Regions from separate parts of the Mus musculus genome. Here region 1 is linked to region 2. The links are chromatin contacts, called in public Hi-C maps. All regions are on one chromosome and are shown on one strand. Each heading gives the region's core, a stretch centred on a gene start, on an enhancer-like site or on the middle of the called end of the contact. The rest is flanking DNA. Distances are from core to core; before and after follow the strand shown. Region 1 holds the start of Cibar2 (CBY1 interacting BAR domain containing 2). Region 2 overlaps 6430548M08Rik (RIKEN cDNA 6430548M08 gene).

The links. Hi-C and Micro-C count contacts between places; a contact is called where the count stands out from the background.
Region 1: a contact with region 2 is called in a Hi-C map of granulocyte-monocyte progenitors, with 1.9 times the contacts expected there. The contact joins the promoter of Cibar2 here to the enhancer-like site in region 2. A contact is called at or near these places in 8 of 484 Hi-C or Micro-C datasets (the C2C12 cell line, the G1E-ER4 cell line, the HL-1 cell line and 4 more), 2 of 115 datasets of contacts at active chromatin or transcription factors (embryonic fibroblasts and embryonic stem cells) and 3 of 9 other capture datasets (adipose tissue, liver and pancreatic islet).

Annotation. Positions count from the first base shown.
Region 1 is chr8:120,174,789-120,181,066 of GRCm38.p6, forward strand. Cibar2 (CBY1 interacting BAR domain containing 2) reads right to left here and starts at 2,681. Exons shown (of 9, transcript NM_001033980.2): 1 at 2,526-2,681; 2 at 1-156. The coding sequence starts at 2,545.
Region 2 is chr8:120,127,688-120,133,342 of GRCm38.p6, forward strand. The region is part of intron 1 of 6430548M08Rik (RIKEN cDNA 6430548M08 gene); the gene reads left to right. Among named protein-coding and RNA genes, the nearest start is that of 6430548M08Rik, 16 kb to the left of the region's middle. Within about 2 kb of position 3,639, at least 27 of the 459 cell types and tissues checked have an H3K27ac peak or open chromatin away from gene starts, as enhancers often do. A contact at or near this core is called in granulocyte-monocyte progenitors, where this site is marked.

The sequences.
Region 1 (6,278 bases), core at 1,431-3,930, 46 kb after region 2:
GTGTTGGCAAAGTCTATCAGCTGCTTCACCAGCTGGTCAGCCTTGTCACGAAGTCGGGCCGTCTTGCGTGTGTAGGAGGCCAGCAGTGAGCAGAACTGACCGAAATACCTCTCAGCATTTGTCACCGTGTTCTCCATGGCCCTCACCTGGCTGTCCCTGGGTGGGGGTGGGGGTGGGGGGATAGCGCTAAGTGCAGAAAGTCCACGCTCACTGGAACCACCATACCCACCTCTCCAGTGGGCAAGCACTTGACACTTGTACTCCTGTGCACAAATCCACCTCTGTATATACCTAAGTGCATTACTGATAATCTAAAAACGTGAACTGGGTGTGGTCAGGCATGCCTTGAATCCATCCAAGCACCTGGTCCTTGGGCAGTTCTGAGGAATATCGTGAGCCCAGTGAGGCAGAAGACAAGACCTGCCGGTGCCCCGTGGTTGAGCAAGAGTTGATAGATCAGGTGGGCCCTTTGTTCCCTGGGACCTGTGAAGGGCTGCAGCACCCCCACAGTCTCGTGCACTCCACTGTACCAGCCACAGAAGCCTCTCCTCCAGCCCCCTCCACACCCATGGGCCTTTTCCTGTTAGTTCCTCTTTCTCCCTTCTTAGAAGCTTTTGGGTTAAATGAATGGCCCTTTGGGAATCTATTTGAGGCTGACAGATAGTTCAAGGGTCTGGAGAAACAGCTGGGGGGAGGGGGGAGACGGACACCACACAAGCATGGAGACCGGAGTTCAGATCCCCAGCCCCTGTGTTAAATGGGGGGAGGAGCTGAAGAGATGACTCAGTGGTTAAGCCTGTCTATTGTTTTTGTAGAAACACCCAAATTCAGTTCTCAGACTCACAACCACCTGTAGCTGCAGCTCAGAGCAATATGTCCTCCTCGGACACTTGTACTCCTGTGCACAAATCCACCTCTGTATATACCTAAGTGCATTACTGATAATCTAAAAACATGAACTGGGTGTGGTCAGGCATGCCTTGAATCCCAGCACTGGTGAGGCAGAGACAGGCTGATCTCTGGGATTTTGAGACCAGCCTGGTCTACACAGAGAGTTCTAGGACAGCTAAGGACTACATAAAGAAACCCTGCCTCAAAAAACAAAACAATGCAAAATACACACACACACACACACACACACACACACACACACACACACACAATCTTAAACAAGACAAAAGGTCAGGAGTGGCCCCCACATACACCTGTAACTCCAGCATTGTGGGGCTCTGAGACAGAAGGATGCCTGAGTTTTTATCTGCCAGCCCAGCTCCTGATTCAGTGAGAGATCCTGTCTCAATAAATAAGCAAGAGCAATCGAGGGGACACCCAGTGTCTTCCTCTGTCCTCTGCACAGTGTGCACAGTGTTAGAGACACACACATACATAATTAATTTATACTCATAATTAAATTTATACTTAATTTATACTCCCTTCCCAGTGTCTTGCATCTTGCAGTCCATTTGGTACCAAGGATGCTCTGATAGGGAGTTGTGGACAGCTGTGATGGCTGTCACTGGATGCTACACGATGCCATCCGACCCCATCAAGCTCCCTGCGGAGTACTTGGGCTCTCTATCACCCTTACTCCTCTGCCTGGTCCCTTCTCCCTCCCACCAGCCCTGGGCTCCTCCACAGAGCTCTTTGCAGACCACTGACCACCGCATGCCACACGCTTGCCTTCTCTGACACACCTCCAGGGCTCATGCCGCCTCCCACACCCCGCATCCTGCCCACAGCCAGCGTTAGTGACAACCTGTGTGCTCAGTCTTCATAAGGGTACAGGAGGCTCCTGAGGCGTCCTGTCACAGTCCCCTCCCCTCAGCCCCAGGTCTTTCCTGTCCCTTGCTGCCCTCCCTTCTCTAGAACCCAAGCCCCTCTTGTGGCCTCTAGTGGTGGCCACTTGGCAGACCCCATAAGGAGCACTGTCTCACGCCTGCTAATGAGCTTCAACTTTGTAGTTTGCAAATGCTCCGCTCACACTTCCCTAGAAGAGGTTGCTATTGACATTTTTTTTTTAATCAAGTAAACAAAAGCCCAGAGATGCAAAGCATCCCGCCCAAGGGCATACAGCAGGCCAGACTCCAGGATGGCTGTCACTCATACACAGTTAGACAGGCAAGCAGGCCCCGTGGGTAAGGCTGGAAGCCAGCTTTTAAAGAGCATTCTGGGTGCATCCAGGACACTGGAAGTCTGAGTCCTAGGGAGACTCAAAGGCAATCAGGGAGGGCAGGTGACAGGGAGTCTGGGGCCATTAGAGGGAGCAGTGTCAAGGTCTGGGGCCTGGGTTTTTGGAGGGGTTCCTAGGGGGCAAGCAAAAGCAGGGAACAGACCAGAGAGTGGCTACACTTGCTCTTCACGCAGCACAGGTGAGGCCGACAGATCGCATTCTGGTAACCTCTATGCTTCAAGCCCTCCCTCCACTTTGAGAAGGGATGGCAGGGGGCTCACCTGCCCTCCTCCCCGATGTGGCAGAACGTGAGGATCCCACCTGCATACCCCTCCCAGCAGCGCAGGCTGCTCACCTGGAGAGGACGACGTTCATTGTGGACAGAGAGAGGCACCTGCTGCCAGGATCTTGGGGAGGATAAGGACAGGGCCCCAGGGGTCCCCTAGTCAGAGAGAAGGCAGCTAGTACTGGGCCCAGCTGTGTGGTCTGGCTAAGCTCAAGGGACTCTGCTGCCTGGTTGCCAGGCAACGGGCCATCCCCAGGCAAGCCCTGGGAGGAGCCCAGCTGGTTGCTGGGCAACCAGGGCCTCCCCTGCGGGGTGAGGAGGGCCAGCTTTGCCTTGGGGCTTAACCACTCTCTGAAATGAATTGGAAGTGGGACACAGAACCTCCACATGCCTTTGAATATGGTGTTCTTGGGGGTTCAAAGTGCTTGTAACCACCAGGAACGGACAGGGAGATCCCCGAAGGGAGCTTGCCTGGGACTTCACCCTGGACCCTGCTGTGTAGAGTCTCCTCCACCCTCAAGGCAGAAGGCCCGGTGGGCGGGGCGTGGGAGCCAGTGTCACTGAGGGTGGGGGGAGTAGACGGTAAAGGGAAGCGGAGAAGGTGAACCAAAGGAGTGCGGGGGGGGGGGGTGCGGGGGGACAGGCAGCAGCTCAGAGGAGTGCCTAGCGAATCAGGCAGTCCTGGGCTTCCCAGAGTATGCGACTCCCACTGTTAGACTTGGGGAAGGTGACTCCAGCGTCAGAGCACTAACACGTTGAGAGGTCTGCGGGTCACAGCCCCCGCCCCGCCCCGCCCGCCCCGCCCCGCCCCACTCGCCCCGCCCCACTCCCCTTTTCACTTAAGGTGCAAAGCAGGCCTGGTGGTGGAGGCAGAGAACCCAAGGCAAGATATTGATAGTTCCACGGGACGCCTGTCACACTGGGTCGTTTTTTTGTGTGCGTCCCAGCTCCATCATGCTGGGATTTGTTTTAAACACTTAGTAAGGCAGAAACATTACGGTCAGCTGCTTCAGATTCAAACCCCACGCCTCAGCTCTGCTGTGTGGCCTGAAAGCAAAGCCCTGGTCTCTCTAGTCTCCTAGACAATCGCCCAATAGGAACTGGAGCCCCTGCGGCAGGGATGAGGAGATAGGTGGGCTGGGCACTGGGAGCCGGGTCCCCTGTCCAGCGAGCCCTCAGAGCACACCTGAGTGCTGGGTCTCTGTGGCACATGTGTTATGCTCCCCTTTTGGGGGGCAGGGACAGGTTTCCCCAGACAACACAAATCTCTGTGTGTCCTTTACGGTACTGTGCCCTCTGTTTAGGGGCAGCCATGGCCCTGAACTCCTACCGGGGCTGTGCCAGTCCTGTGATTTTTCTCTCTGAATGATGCTCTGTGTCTCCTGGTCCGTAATCCCTCCCTTCTGAGGTGTTAGCTGAATTGAAAAGTGTCTCCCCAAAGTACATGTCCACCCTGGGTCTCAGAGCATCGCCTTACTGGAAACGGGGTCTCAGCAGACAGGCTGAGCAGATGAGTCACTCCGGCATGGGAGATGGGGCTCATTCAGAGGCTGCTGTTCCAATCTGCAGAGAATCCGCCTCCTGTACCCATTGACGGACTGTGGCTTTTCTGTCTGTGGGTGAGGGATGCCAATGCCCCAAGAATATGGCCAGCTTCTGGAATGCAGAGGTGACTGAATCCCACCTCTGATAGCCAGTGGTGGACGACTACATCCCTGCCTCAGTCTGTCTGGGGTCTTCTCTATCTTAAGGAATCGGTTTCCTCCAGACCCCAGCTATTCCAGTTAATCAGCTTCGTCCCTGTCTGCCCTGTACTATAGCCTGTGACCACCAGAGGGCGACAGAGACCACACTCCAGTCCTCCTGCTTAGGGTGGCGGGATTGCAGAGGGGACACAGGAGACTGGAGACACAGGTATGGCATAGGTGTGGAGGACAGACTGTGCGAGGTCTCGTCATTGGCTCTCTTGGAATCCTTGGAAACCTTATGAATTTGAAAAAATGAAAACTGTCTCGGGCTATGCAGAACTAAGACATGGGGGTCAGAGTGGAGGTTGGCCGACTGGAGAGTCACCAACCCGCATTGTCCAGGGTGGCCACTGGAGGGCGCATATTCTCTGTCCTTGTCTGGTTCTCTGTAGTCCCTTTCCTGTCTTTCTCTGTGTCTCCGTGTTTCTCCTTGTTTCTCTGTCTTTATCTGTGTCTGTCTCTGCCTCTCTCTGTCTCCCTCTGTCTCTCTCTCTGTCACTGTCTGTCTGTCTGTCTGTCTGTCTGTCTGTCTGTCTGTCACTCTCTCTCCCTTCTCACAATAGATGCACATCTTGCTGAGCCATGTGGGTCAGGTACACATAGCATGAGGCCCAGCTTATATCTCAGGAAGGCAAGGACACACATCCTGGTCACTCCCCACCCAAGAAAGGAGCCCAGCTACCATCTGGCATTCGCCATGCTCACAGTCATGTGTGTTACATGGGATCCTGTCATATCTGTAGGAAGTTTTCCCTCCAGTCCCGGGGGCATGTCACATGGCAGTCCAGGTGTCCCCCTCTTGCTCCTGGGTCCCTGTGGTATCTGTGAGGCAGTCTCTGGCAGCTACGTTCTTAAACAACTAGGAAAAAAGAGGGGGAAAACTCAAGTTGAAAACCCAATGCCAACTCCCAGCCGTGGTCCACAAGCAGAAAACCCAGGACGACTCTGAGCAGAACCTGAGGGCTCAAGTGCCTCTCAGTTAGGCTTTGGCCTTGGGTGTGCTGTGTGACCTGGGCAGTCACTGTCCCTCTCTGGGAAGCTCTGTGAGGCTCTGGAGTAGGAGCAATGGTCTGGGAGCTGGCCCTGGAGATACGGGTTATAAGAGGTCACCTCCCCTACCACCATCTTTTTACTGATCCACAGATTCCTAAAGCCTGCATATTGTGCCTGCTACATGACCTCTTGCCCTCTGTCAGGTGATCTTGCTGTCACACTCACCTCCTATTAAGAAGGATTTAAATAGACAGGTCAAGAGAAACCAGGCTGGACTGGAGAGATGGCTCAGTGGTTAAGAGCACTGTCTGCTCTTCCAGAGTTCCTGAGTTCAATTCTCAGCAACCACATGGTGGCTCACAACCATCTGTAATGAGATCTGGTGCCCTCTTCTGGCATAGAGACAGGCAGGATGCTGTATACATTTTTTATATATATATAAAAAATATATATATATATGAGAGAGAGGCAGAGAGACAGAGAGACAGAGAGACACCAGGCTGTGTGATGTACACACTTGCCATCTGGATCCTTGTGAATGACGGCTGAATACTGGTCCATCCCAGACCATATGCTCGGATGTGATCTGTCACTGGAGGAATATAAACTAAGTGCCTACTGTGTGCACAGCCATCAATCACCAGGCACTTGGGCCATGTCTGTGAAAGAACAACAGACACGTGGCACTGTGTTCCCTCCGAGAACATTCTGTCTGGGAAAGCAGGAGGAGAGGCCAGCAGGCAAGATGCTCCAAACAGTTACACTGGCTTCAATCTTTCTCCAGAGGCGCCATAAAGGGGGAAGGTCTCCATGGCAACTCCCTGATCATATGCTGAGACCAATTTCTCAGAATGAGGTCAGAGGGCCAGAGCCACGACTGTATACACTGCCCAGTGTCGGGGCATTCCTCCACAGCCAGGGGCAGGGCAGGAAAGAGGTGGGATATACAGAACTTCCCACACAGGAGGCCCTACTGTGTGAGCTCACAGTGTCTTCCCTGGTGCTGGTATGTGTTAGACAGGGTCTTCCTCTGTAGCCCAGGCTGACCCTGGAGCCTGAGATCCTCTTGCCTCAGTTTCCA
Region 2 (5,655 bases), core at 2,389-4,888:
CCAGCCCCTCCCCAGCTTCCAGACCTTCACTGAGCTTCACTGCTGGCATGGAAAAGCGAGACTGTAGGCGGCAACATCTTTCTTCTTTGTGGGGCTGCTGATGACAGAGCCTGAGGTGACACAGAATCTCAAAGGACCAGGTTCGGGACTGCCTGTCAGGGAGAGCTGTACCTGAGGTAGCTCAGGACAGGGGAAACCTGGGGAAAGTTGGGTCTGAGTACCAAATCCAGGGCCCATGTGGGTGGGCATGTGGTGGGTGCAGCTAGCTGCTGTGTCTGGAATCTCTAGAGCCCCCTCTTTCTCTTTTCTCATTTTTTTCTTCTAAATTTATTTTGTGATGCCAGGTAAGTGCTCTACCTCTGCTCCAGACTCCAGCCATTTTCCTAAGAAAGGGCAACCGTTGAACCTGGGCTGTGTCTCAGGCACTCAGCTGCTTTTGCTGATTCTCTTCCTTATAATTATCATCCAGTAAAGTAGACGTGTTTTAGAGTAATATTTTAAAACACATAGACTCATGCAGTTACTACCAAATTCAACTAGGAAGCCATTTCTATTATCTTAAACTCCCATTGGCAATGCCCCTCTCCATCTCTGCCCAGTAATGGCACCCCTCTCTCTGCCTTTTTTTTTTTTTTTTTAAAGATTTATTTATTTATTATATGTAAGTACACTGTAGCTGTCCTCAGACGCACCAGAAGAGGGCATCAGATCTCATTACGGGTGGTTGTGAGCCACCATGTGGTTGCTGGGATTTGAACTCCAGACCTTCGGAAGAGCAGTCGGGTGCTCTTACCCACTGAGCCATCTCACCAGCCCCCTTTTTTTTTTTTTTTTTTTTTTTTTCTCTCTGCCTTTTGTGAAATGTCTCACAGATAGAATCAGGCTCACTGAGGCGTTTGTGCCCGGTGTCTAGAGTGAGGGCATGCCCAGTTGTCCGCCTGGCCACTGGGCAGTGGAACCTTTCAGTTTCTAGCTCTTGGCATGCACACTTCTGAGCAGATGCGTGAATGTGATATTCCCCTCAGAGCAGTGCACTCCTCGGACCGGAGTGCGCTTACCAGGCTCTGCCATCACTGTGTTTAGCTCTACAAGATAAATAAGCAGGCTTCCCATGCAGAGAGATCCCCAGAGATGTGTACAGATGATTTGTTCTGTGGGGTAAGCACATCCATCATGCTTCTCAGATAGGGCCATGAACAAAACAGAAGAGAGAAAACATTAATCCTTGTGGCTGTAGAAACAGCTCAGTGGTTAAGAGCATCTGGTGCTTTACAGAGGACTGCAGTTCAGTTCCCAGCACCCGTGTGGGGCAGCTCACACCCACCTGTCACTCCAGTTCCAAGGAATCTGATGCCCTCTTCTGGTCTCCAAAGGCACCTGCACACACACATAGTACACATGTAGACCACACAGAGAGACAGAGAGAGAGACAGAGAGACAGACAGACACAGAGCCACACAGAGAGAGGGACAGAGACAGAATGGATGAATGTAATTCTGCAGAGGTGAAGTCTGGCACAGGACACAGCAACCTGATGCCCAAGGCCACCATCCATCCAGAGAGGTGAGTGACTTGATGCCCAAGGCAAGGATGGTAAGAGGGAAATGACTTTCTCTAAAGTCTGCTCACTGCACACCAGGGCTGTTTCTTTTCCCCTCTTTGGATTTTTGGAAACAGGGTCTCACATCCTTAGACTCAGCATGTGGCTGAGGATGCCCTTGAACTTCTGATCTCCCTGCCTGTACCTCCCAAGTGCTAACCATAGGCATGCGCCACTGTATGATACTTCCATCTGGATACCTGTGCTTTCATGCTCCTTGACATGTCCTCCCTGACTGTTGGATTGTATGCGTGTGATGCGTGTATGGCGTGTGTGTGTGTGTGTGTGTGTAAGGGGGTGTGAAATGGAGTCTCTCAAATTAGTCAGCTTTTGGCTCTGTGGGCTTTGTTCTTTGTCGGCCATAGCTTCAGGGTTTTTTCCCTCTCTGTTTCATGCTGCCTTCCCTTGCAGCACACACACATTGGACCCTTTGATGCTGTCCCTTGGCTGCAGGCAGGCTCAGCTCATTTCCTTGTCTTCTCTGTTGCTGGGTCAGGTGCTCGCTGACCTTTTGGTGTTCACTGAGTCTGCTGTGTTGCCCTGTTCTGCTGCCAAGCCTCTCCAGTGAGCTTTTTATTCTCCATTCTACAAGTTCTGTTTGATTTCCCTTTATCTTCTTCTCCCCCTGAGACTTTTAAGTTTTTCCTTCTGGACCACCCTGCTTTGCTTCCTGGAGTAGTTTTTACTAATCGCCATTCAGAACCCTCTGTCAGCTGATTCCAGTCGTGGTGCCCTTTCAGGTGGCCTGAGCACTCTCACTCCTAAGGACTTGCCTGGTTCTTTGTGTGCTGGATAATTTTGGATTAACCCTGGGTGTTCCCTGTGTCAATTTCTAAGACTCTGAGTGAGTCGTGTTTAAGACTCTCAGGGAGTGTTGGTATCTTGGCTTCAGCAGACATTAGGCCAGCATATCACCTTTCTCACTTTGAGGCCATTATTAAATAAAATAAAAGCTATTGAGACACAAGACTGGGTCCTGGCACAGTGGATCTGATAACCAACATGGCTATCAAGTGCCGTCGAATGGGTAGCAGAGACAGTATGTTTATGTTGGATCTCTCAAGCAGATGGAAGAGTATGTCAAACAGGAATTTTACTCCTGACATTTCAGGTTCATGTTTTCAGACTGCGGTTGACTGAGGGCAACAAGGACAGCACAGATAAAGGGAGGCCTCTGAGCTGTCCTCTCCTCTGCTGTCCTTCAGCCCCACAGTCAGGGCCTTAGCAGGCTTCCGTGTGCTTTCCTGTCTTTGCGTTTACTTGCTTGTCCCAGTAGACCTAGAGGGGAAACAGTGGGCTTTCCACCCAGTTAGACTTTTCTTTTTGTTTGTTTGGTTTTTTTTTTTTTTTTTTTTTTTTGAGACAGGGTTTCTCTGTATAGCTCTGGCTGTCCTGGACCTCACTCTGTAGATCAGGCTGGCCTCGAACTCAGAAATCCACCTGCCTCTACCTCCTGAGAGCTGGGATTAAAGGCATGTGCCACCACGCCCAGGCCATTTAGACTTTTCTAACTGAAAGGGGGCTTTCCTCCCTCAGGGATGAGGGACCTGGACACAGGCTGTCTATGAGGAATGGCCTGGGGACTGGACCACTGGAGAGAAGAAGATAGAGACAAGGCGGCAGGGACACCTTGGGGATCTGGCTCTCGGTCTGGAAAGCAAGTCACCTTACTTCTTCCCCAAGCCAGGACTGGGTGGCTAGACCCATCTCTCCCTCATGCTTCTTCCAGGTATTGCACTATATTTAGTCCAGGATGAGGACAGCAGGGGCAGAAATGACAGCCTCCTGCCACTCTGGTGGTAGTCACATATTGATCTCTTCTCTCACCTATCGGCCAGCATTAGATTTTCAGAGGTACCAGTCTGCATTCTCTGCGGTTATCAGAGCCACATTTGTGGTGAGGCAGGTGACCAGGCACTTGCCCAGATGGACAGGGATCCTAGAAGCCCCAGCCTCACGGCGTGGAGCAGAGAACCCGGGCTGAATAAAGAAAAGGGATGTCATTGCATGTCTGGCCAGGAACCGTGTGGCTTATGTGGGGAAAGAGGAACAGGGTAGATGGTTGGACAAAGCTAAGTGCTGTGCTGCTGCTCAGGGGCTCTCTGCAGTCCTCTGTGAGTCAGCTGGTTTTGTCTTCAGTGAGTGAGCAGCCTTCTGGGCTAAGCTAGTGAGTGACAGCAAAGGAGTCCTAAACCCCGTGGCACCAATGAGATACGATGGCAGATCTCATGTGAGGGTCCAAGTCAAGCACGGGCACACAGAAATACTGTGTACAGTTAGTTACCTTTGGGCAGTTCATGTAAGGCACATATGGAACATGTACATATTCCAAGGCATCACATATCTCAGGTCAGCCACAGGCAGCCTACATTAGACAGTTTCAGGAGGAGATGTCGGGAAAGGCTTCTGAGAGTGGAGGCTTGAACGCAAGGTGGTGGGTGTTTGCATCCAGATGGTCACTGTGCATGTGGCCTCCTGTGCAGAGGCCAATCTAGCTCTATAAAGAAACCAGTACCTCACCATCACTGGAGAAGGTGAGGCAGGTGGTTTCCAGGCCAACGTAAGCTGCAGAGTGAGATCCTGTCTCAACAATAGCAATAATGAAAGTTCTCAGTGTGCTTGTACCTGCCTGCGCTCTTTCATCCTTTGTTTGTTTTTTACTTTTTAATTTTCAAAAAGCAAAGCTAAAGTTGGGTGTGATGATTCACATTTATATTCTCTATGAGGTAAAAGGAAAGATAGTTCCTTTGAGGTTGGCCTGAGATATGTACTGAGTAGCTAGGCCCACCTTGATTACAAAGTGAAATCTCACTTTAAAACAAAAAATAGTAGACACCCAAGAAACGACCAAAAACAAGGGCTGGGCATGTAGCTCAGTGGGTAGAATGCTTGCCCAGCAGGTTCAAAGCCCTGGGGTCAGCTCCCAGCACCACATAAACTGAGTGTGGTGGGACATATCTATATTCCCAGCATTCCAGAGGTGGAGACAGTAAGTTCAAAAGTTCAAGGTCATCCTGGGCTGCATAGTGAGCTTAAGTCTAGCCTGAGCTACATAAAACCCTATCTCAAGATGGGGGCCCGAATTTTATTGCAATAATGATTCTCACTGGATTAAAAAAAAATGCTCTGAAGGACTGTGTTCAGTCCCTTACGACACCTAGCATTAAGATGCTGCTGAGTAGTAGCTCTTGGACAGGCCGCCTCCATCACCCATTTGATCCCTACGGCAACCTACAAAGGCAGCCAGGCTTCCCAGGGGCCATAGTCCCCTTTGAGCCCTTTGAGTTCTGGTCTTGTTTTCATTGAACATAACATTTTCCTCAATGCCCTGCTGTCAGTGTTGCCCTCAGATTTCAGTGAAGTGACAGAATTAATGTAAGAATATTTACACAGCATTTTTATTGCACCCTTTGGTTGTTTTCCCATCTTTGTTGCACGTTTAGGTTATTGCCCTAAAATAGACCAAGCAGATAGGCGCGATGACATGAGGGGGTCAGAGGATACCAGTGACCTGCAGAAGGCCCCCAGGTAGAACACTGTCAGCTTGAGATTTCTGCATGTGGTGGAGCAGGCTTCCACATAGCTAGGGATTTAGCCAGAGGGAGAGGCAAACTAGGAGAGGGAGACAGGCTTGAAGGTCAGGGAGGGAGACAGGCTTGAAGATGAGGAGAGGGAGACAAGCTTGAAGATGAGGAGAGGGAGATAGAATTGAAGGTCAGGGAGGGAGACAGGCTTGAAGATCAGGGAGGGAGACAGGCTTGAATATCAGGGAGGGAGACAGGCTTGAAGATGAGGAGAGGGAGATAGACTTGAAGGTCAGGGAGGGAGACAGGCTTGAAGATCAGGGAGGGAGACAGGCTTGAAGGTCAGGGAGGGAGACAGGCTCGAAGGCCAGGGTGTACAGTACTGAAGTGGTGAAGGTTCAGAGTTGCTCAAGTACCTGCCTGAGGTTGCTTCTGAATCATGACAGCATCTCTGCCTTTGTCCCTGGCGAGCTGTGTGGGCAGCTCTGACAGAGATGACAGGTGTCCTGAGGAGGCGGAGGTGGACACTAG